Regions from separate parts of the Gossypium arboreum genome. Here region 2 is linked to region 1. A link is a contact called in public Hi-C data. All regions are on one chromosome and are shown on one strand. Each heading gives the region's core, a stretch centred on a gene start, on an enhancer-like site or on the middle of the called end of the contact. The rest is flanking DNA. Distances are from core to core; before and after follow the strand shown.

Region 1 (4,120 bases), core at 1,429-3,928:
ATTGTCAATTAACTTTTAATTGAGTATTATTTATTTCTAAAATTTATATATTTTGAATTATTTATGTTTCTAAAATGTATATATTATAAAAATAATATTTTATAAATTTGAAATTTCTAAACTTTTATTTCGAAGATTTGTTGAATTTTTAATATATATTTTAATTTTTCGGTATAGTTTTGTTAAATTTATGTTCTTAAATTTGAATTTGAATTTTATACATTTATAAATATTTTTCTAAATAAATATAAATTTTAAAATTTTTATTTTTATTTTGAAATAAATGCGATTTTATTGTGATGTGAAAACTTTTAACCGAAGATGATAATTTAAATATCACTTCTATCCCAAAGAAAAAAAAGCAAAATAAAATTCGAAAAGGTATAATTTAAATATTAATTCATCATTTAAACCTTTTAAAAAATAAAAATAAAAGCATCGATAACAACAGCATAAAATAATCTGCCGTGTGTGGCATAGACGTCCCTAAAAAGTTGTATGGTTGGAAAAGCAACTGCAAATATCTTCAAATGTTTTATAATTTTAAGGTTAAATCCAAGAATTTATATCTAAATTATCCTCTACGGAATATTTATATAAAATTAAATATATTTTTAGTTGAAATAATAAAATTGAAGAAATCAAAGTCAATTCAAATTTCATTATATGCATGTACTTTTAGATTTTATATAAAAATAAAAATATCTTTAAAAATAATATTTATTTCAGATAAAAATATTTTTAAATATTATTTATTGTTTGGTATAAATAATAACTTTTAGTAGAGTAATTATTCTGTCTAATATTAATAGAGTAAAAATTCAACAAGTATATATAAGCTAATGCCAAGCGTTTTTTTTAATTATTATTTTATTATACTCTACAAACAAATGACATCAATTTAGATAGTTTTTTTTACTCCAGCAACAATATATAAAATAATTATATTTTTAAATAAATTTGGGATTAATTCATCATAGAAATTAAGTAAAATTTTAAATAATAATAGTATGAGTAGATATTTTTTCTTATTTGAATACAAAATTTATATTTTTATGACATTAAAATCGAAAATTATGATTTATTGTAATAACTATCACACCATATCCACTTATAATTAATTTTTATATAAAATTTAAAAAAATCTAATCTATGAGATTCATACAACAATGTCCTAGGTGTAACTAAAATAGATATTATATATAATAGCTTAAAATATGCTTTTAAGTACTTATTTTTTTTATATTTGAAATTTAATTTTTTATATTTTAAATTTTAAGTTTAATTGTTAATTCCATTTAAATTTTCTAATAAGTTCACTAATATGATATTTTAAAATAAAAATATATTCACTAAATAATCATTTATAACATTACATATTAGACAAAAATTCATGCGTAATTTTGAGTTTTATCCCTTTTATTAATGGTAACTAATTTTATGAATGAAACTTTAATTTAATAGTAGGGTTAAGATGCTTAGAATTTTGAAATCCCAAATTAAGATCCACTCTTTGTGTAAAACACATATAAATTTTTAAAAAATTTATTATAATTTAAATATTATCATGTGTGAGTTATATTTTAATTTTAAATTTATTCATACTTGATAAGAATTTAATCTTAAATATAATTAATGGAATAATTATAATTTTTAGGTTTGTAATTTATCCTCAAATTGGGGAAGGTGTCGGTGCCAAACTAATCTATGTGTACACCTAATATTCGTATATTTTGTTTAATTGGTACCAAATTTTGTATTTAATGAATAAAATTTATTTTATTTTGATGTTATTAATATTGGTTTTACAAGAAGATAGTATAATCCAAATGAAAGTGTGTATATCCTAAGAGCATAGGTAAATAAGTTTCCTAATTTAAAAGCACCGCAAGTCAAATCTCAAGTCACTACGTGTAATCACTGCAAATTAACAACACATCTTTATGAGTAATTAAAATATATATCATTTCCATCATTTTATATTTTTATATCAACTTTTGAAAAATACTTACAAATTATAATATCTTCATTACATCAACTTTTATTATTATAGCTAAAGCCATATTAATCTTTCTTGTAAATTTATGATATAAATTTTTAATTTAATATTTTAAAATACTCTTAATTAAATTAATGTCATGAGTTAATCAATATCAATTTATAGTTAAAAAAGCTTAAAACATATTTTTATATAAGGTAATAACTTTTATCTTTTATATAAAATCTTTAAATGAACACGTATTAGAATAACTAAAATCATTAAACTCATTTGTCCAATAACAATTTTATAAATCTTTAAGAAACAATTTTATAAAAGGTAAATTTTACTAATTTTCACTTAATTTGTTTGTCACATAACTATAAAAAGTTACAAAATAATTATCGAATTATTTAATTTTATTTTTTGGTCTCCTAAATTACTCAATGTGTAAAAATTAAGAATTAAGTTTTTCAAAATAAACGCTAAATTACCACAAAATATAAATATTAATGATTAAAATTATTATGTCAATTTTAAAACTGCCACTATTAATCAGTGATAAAATAATCTTAAAAATTATCATATACTTCTATTTTTAAATAGTTTACTATTATCTTTAACCACATTTATCAACCCTTGATCTTCAATCTAAAATCTCCAACCGTAACAAATAATTTCTCAATAAACAATGTGGTACTATAATAGTATAAATATCTGCCCACAGCTGTGTTTCCATCCCTAAGGCAGCGACCCATTCTGCTTGATATCGCGCTACTACATAGCCGGTCATTATAGTCGGGGATGCAAAAAGAACAGGTCATTATCGTCGGAGCGGGCCCTTCGGGGCTGGCCATGGCGGCTTGCCTTAACCACCACTCAATCCCATACATAATCCTTGAAAGAGAAGACTGTATCGCTTCTCTGTGGAAGAAATACGCCTACGACCGTCTCCACCTTCACTTAGACAAGCAATTCTGCGTGCTCCCTCACATGCCCTTCCCCGACTCTTACCCACGTTTCGTCTCCAGACAACAGTTCGTAAGCTACTTAGACGACTACGTTTCTCGTTTTAAGATCAGCCCTTTGTACCGTCGGACCGTCGAGTCAGCGGAGTTCGACGGAGAGACCGGGAAATGGATTGTTAAGGCCAGGAACTTGGGTTCCGGCGAGGTGGAGGAGTTGGAAGGGAGGTTCTTGGTGGTGGCTAGCGGTGAAACGAGCGACCCTTTTACGCCGGTGATTGAAGGGCTTAATACTTTCCCCGGCGATGTTCTTCATTCGACGCGGTTCAGAAATGGGAAGGCGTTTCAAAACCAGAAGGTTTTGGTTGTGGGGTCGGGGAATTCGGGCATGGAGATCGCTTTTGACCTTGCCAATCATGGTGCCCAAACTTCTTTAGTTGTTCGAAGCCCGGTAATTAACAAGTTGAACTTTGGTTCCATAGTCCTCGAATTTCACATAATTTATAATTTTATTAATTATTCTAATAAATTAATAGGATTATTTTTTTCAAATAATGTTGATATAAATCTTTTTGTGATGGAAGTTGTATCTTCAACTTGCTAATGATTTTATTAAAACTAAAATATTAAATAATGTGAAGGGGTCAACTAATGACTTGCCTTGATATCAAATCATTACCAAGGACTAAAACCATATTTAACTTGTAGTTGTTTGTAATGGTTGAAGTGATGAAACCGGTTAAATTACTTGCAATGGTTGATATGTTTTGCAGGTTCACATTCTTTCAAGGGATATGATTTACTTGGGGTTAATTTTGGTGAAGTATATACGGGTAAACTTGGTGGACTCGTTAATGGTGATGCTTAGCAAGCTTGTTTATGGGGACTTGTCCAAGTACGGAATCTACAGGCCCAAGGACGGTCCATTTTTCATGAAAGCTGCCTATGGAAAATACCCTATTACTGATATTGGTACATGTAAGAAGATCAAGTCCCAGGAGATTCGGGTAATATTATTTTCATTTTCTCTACCAATTACTATGTTACAACTTCCATTAAAAAAAAATGAATTTTTAATTATTTTTGTACATATGGTCAAATCAATCGAACTGAAAGTTGATAATATAACCGATTGATTGGTATTCTTGAAGGAAAAAAGGAAATGAGGGTACGAGGG
Region 2 (4,343 bases), core at 735-3,234, 210 kb after region 1:
TTCATCTTGTTCGTTTCCTCCTCTTCTACGACATCTGCCATAAGATCGACTGCCCAATTGAGCAATCCGGCTTCCGTTGGCTTCAGTTGCTTCACGAGCTCAACGCTCTCCTCTTCGTTATCGCAATGAAGAACCTGTTCTGGGGAAAGTCCATCCAACACACCTGCAGGAAGCTCCCTGAACCAGGCTTTGATAAGGCCTGCAAGGCAATGAACATCGATATTATCCGGCACAATGCCACGGTTCAACTGATCCCTTACAAGCTCCTCTTGGCTGTTCTCAGGATTTATCCTGAAAATCCCTTCTGCCTGAAAACAAGAACAAATTAAACAGCAATAACATCATTTAACCAGGGTAATTGCATATAGATGTAAATACTAAGTACTAAAGCTGGGACTAAAATGAAAATAATGAAAACCTGAAGCCCTCCTTGTGAATAAAGCCGCTTCTGCATCAGCAACAGTATAGTGGGGACGCTGTTCCCTTTTGGATCCAATGAGCATTGCATTGATTCCGCTGAGACCCCAAACACACTCGCGCTGCAAAGAAAAAATATATTTGCAATTTAGGACTACGTGGTTAAAATATAGAGAAAATTGATAAAAGAGGATATTCTGGTTGGTCCTTCTACAATGCTCAAATTTGGGATTTAGTCCCTGTACTTTAATTTGCCATAATTTAATCCATTTTTTTATAATCCCATTAGATAGTTCAAATTTGGTTAAAATTTTGAATTTTTTTTTTTAAAAGCACCTCTTTTATCTGAAATGTATTTTTTGTGTTAAAAAAGAAAAATTCATGTTAGTATATTAACAGAAATAATTAACGGCCTTAATTATGCTAAGGCATCAAAACGATAATTTAACCTAAAATTGAATTCAGATAATTATTTAAAAAATTTCTTTGAAAATCCAAAATTTTTCACAATAAATATTGGTAGATATTTTTTTTAAAATGACTAAAACATTGAATCAAAAGATATCAATATATAAAATAGAAATTATTATTTTATAAAATTATATATAAATATATATATAAAGGTCTAACTAGAAATTATAGTTTAATTAAAATTTGCATATCTTTCTGGTGATTCCTTTTTAAGTTTCTAGTTACAAAAAGGAGAAAGAAAATTTTCATAAAAAATAATATGGTAAATTGCATTTCTAGTCCTCTAAAAAATTGACAATTCATAAAATTTTCACTCTAGCACTTCATATTTGTATTTTAAAAAAAATAAACGCTTGAAATATATTTAAAAAAGAAGAAGAAGCAACAAGCAGAAATTACCTAGCGGATGGAACCCGGCCCGGTACCTCAACTTGGAATTCAAGGGGAAGACCCAAGAACCCATTGAAGCGATCAAAGGTAACATGGCTTACGTGTCGTACGTTGGTTGGCCACCCGATTTCCATGTTATTAACGGCGGAATGCATCGCTTCATCTTCTCCATCAACACGACAGGACACCATGGATTTCCTTAAAGCGGCTAAAAGCAACGCCGCAACGGAAATCTGGTTCTGCTGCTGCTCTTCCACGGAGTTCTTAGCTCCTCGCTTCTTACCACTGCCACCACCACCGCAGCCACCTCCTTTGGTCAGCATTACTGGAGCAGTCATTATCTCAATCGGCTTTGGATTTCTCTTCCCTCTTAAGAATCACGAGGTTTTAAATTTGGTAACGAGTTTTTTGTTGTGTTGCATTTAAGTATAAGAGAGTTTGTAAGTGAAAGAGGTTTGATTTATTTATTTATTACTAACGGCCACTTGTTTTTCAAATTTTATCTTTTTACTTTATCTACAGTGAACATTTGCATTTGGCCTTGTGGTTGTCCTAATATTTCGAGAATGCCACGTACCAAAACGCACAATTATACGGACTTTTCTGGTTAAAATTTTCTTTTAGTCCCTCTATTATATGTAGCCTGTAGATTTAGTCTCTGCACTTTAATTTAGTCATTTTTAATAATATACTTATCACTTTTAAAATTTCAGTCTTCACTAAATAGTAATTGTTAAATTCATTAAGTTCTTCTATTTTCGAAGTTTGGTATTGCTAATCATTATATCAACTTGGTATTTTCATATTTTATTGGCAAAAACCAGTTAATGGATCCAATTGGAGAACATGAATTAAATCTATAACTTTATGTATAATACAAGACAATTTATAAAATTTAACTGTTATCTTTTGGATTGATATTATAATTTCAAAACCTAAAAGTATAGAGACTAAATTTGACCAAATCAATATATATAAATTGACAAAATTAAAATGTAAAAATTAAATCGAGAGTATAGGATTAATAATAGCATTTGACCTAATATTTTTATCCCTTAATATGTTTTGACTCGAAAAGTTTAATTACTTTTGGTTATATTATTAAATATATCATTAGAGAATTGAATTAAAATCAAAATTTTATAAAAAATTTACTCAAAATAAAAATTCACATATAAATAAATTCATGTTAAATTAAAATTGATTTAGTTTTAAGATATATCAAAAGAAAAAGAAAAAAACTCAATTACAGGTAATTTAACAAATTCATATAATATTATAGACAAATGTTAAATTTTCTTAACTAATAGTGATATGAAAAAAAATGTAATATAATAGACAAATACAGTTGAAATGTTAAAAATATATTAAAATTTGAAAATTTTAATTCAATAATATTTATTATTTCTTTGTCTTTACTTATTTAAAACATAATAACAATAATCATAAAAATTGATATAAGTATAATCTAAAAGGTAAACAACATCTAAATAATAAATTATTAGTAACTTTAAATTTTGGTGATTCAATTTTAAAAGTTATAAAATATCACTGAATCATTTAAAAATTCTCATTTAAGCCACTAAATTATACAAAAGTTTTTATTTAAGTCACTGATTATTAAGTATTATTTTAAAGTTCGGCTAGCGAGCTCTTAATAACAATTAGTACGGTCGATCAGTACCCATTGACAAGTAGAAGAATATATGTTAGATCCAAATCGATATGATGATCAATACTGAAGATCAAAGAAGAAAGTTGTTTGGTTTATAGATTTATGACATTCAAAGTTGTTTCATGAAAAAAAAATAAACTGTAGAAGAAAAAGAGAAAGGGAACTTTCGATTGGTGCAAGTGGTATGAACAGAGAATGCCATAAGTTATTACTAATTTTTAAAATTATCAGTCTATTTAAATTATATACACTCGACATAGGTTTTTTCACCATTGATAATTAATAAGTGTAAGATAAGTGAGACACAATTTAGTGTTTATTGGGGACAAAGTTAGGAATTTGTTATTGAAGTCAAAATAAAATTTTATTAGTATGGGAAGCCAAAGGTAAAATATATATTTTAAAAGACTTATATTTAATATTTTATAATTAAAAGGACTAAAATGGCATTATACCAATAATCTAAGGATCAAGGCCTTTCCTGCTGTTTATTATTTATAATTGATTTACTAATCTTTACTGTCACAATTATAATTAAAATCAAGATAAATGTCAAATTTATATATGAGATTTGCTTTAACATATATTTGATATATGAACTTTAATTGATTTTCATATGTATATATAAAATTTTAATTTTAATTCAATTATACACGTTTTAAAAATAAATACATACATTTATTTTTATATTGGAACAAAATAATTATTTATGTATATAATATATCAATGTAAAATGGTGCTAATTTGATAATATTGTAAATGATTTGTGAAAATTAAATCAAATTTTAAAATATAAAATTGCATGTAATTAAAGTTCACATATGATATTAGACATTGGATCAAAGTTTATGTATATAGTATAAAATCACTTATAAAATTAAAAAAAAACCAATTAGATTAAAAAAAATTAGTGCTAATAGCTTTTTATTTGTTTGATATCTGAAACCATTAATAATAGGGTGGTATTTTTAAAATACAAATATTAATCTATACAGAAATTAAAATACAGGATGTTTATGTTTTTTTAATTAAGTTTTGTCTTTAAATTTTAATAAAATATTAATTTTGGGGAAAAAATCAAGAGTTGATTTATTTTAATTTTTAAGGAATGAGAATTAAAAAGGTAAAAACTACTAATTTAGATTAATTAATGAAAAAACCCTAATAACAATAATTAAACAAAGAAAAGAAAACACATTACTCATTTCCCAAAGAAATCCTTGAAAAAACAACATTTGGCTCTTCAATGTTGTATGCTTTTGATTGGAAAATTAATATATTTTATTTATATTATATAATTAATTATAAAATTAATTAAATAAAGGCAAATAGAGCCGTTGACAAAAAATGACTGGAGCTTGGGATAAAAAGGAAAAGGACAATCTTTGAT

Evidence for each region. Hi-C and Micro-C count contacts between places; a contact is called where the count stands out from the background.
Region 2: a contact with region 1 is called in a Hi-C map of leaf, with 2.2 times the contacts expected there. The contact joins the promoter of LOC108467903 here to the promoter of LOC108469067 in region 1. A contact is called at or near these places in 2 of 5 Hi-C or Micro-C datasets (both in leaf).

What each region holds. Positions count from the first base shown.
Region 1 is chr8:35,926,894-35,931,013 of ASM2569848v2, forward strand. LOC108469067 (probable indole-3-pyruvate monooxygenase YUCCA10) reads left to right here and starts at 2,679. Exons shown (of 4, transcript XM_017769960.2): 1 at 2,679-3,394; 2 at 3,717-3,950. The coding sequence starts at 2,783.
Region 2 is chr8:36,134,579-36,138,921 of ASM2569848v2, forward strand. It overlaps LOC108467903 (rho GTPase-activating protein 2), which reads right to left and starts at 1,985. Exons shown (of 4, transcript XM_017768720.2): 1 at 1,288-1,985; 2 at 419-539; 3 at 1-308. The coding sequence starts at 1,616.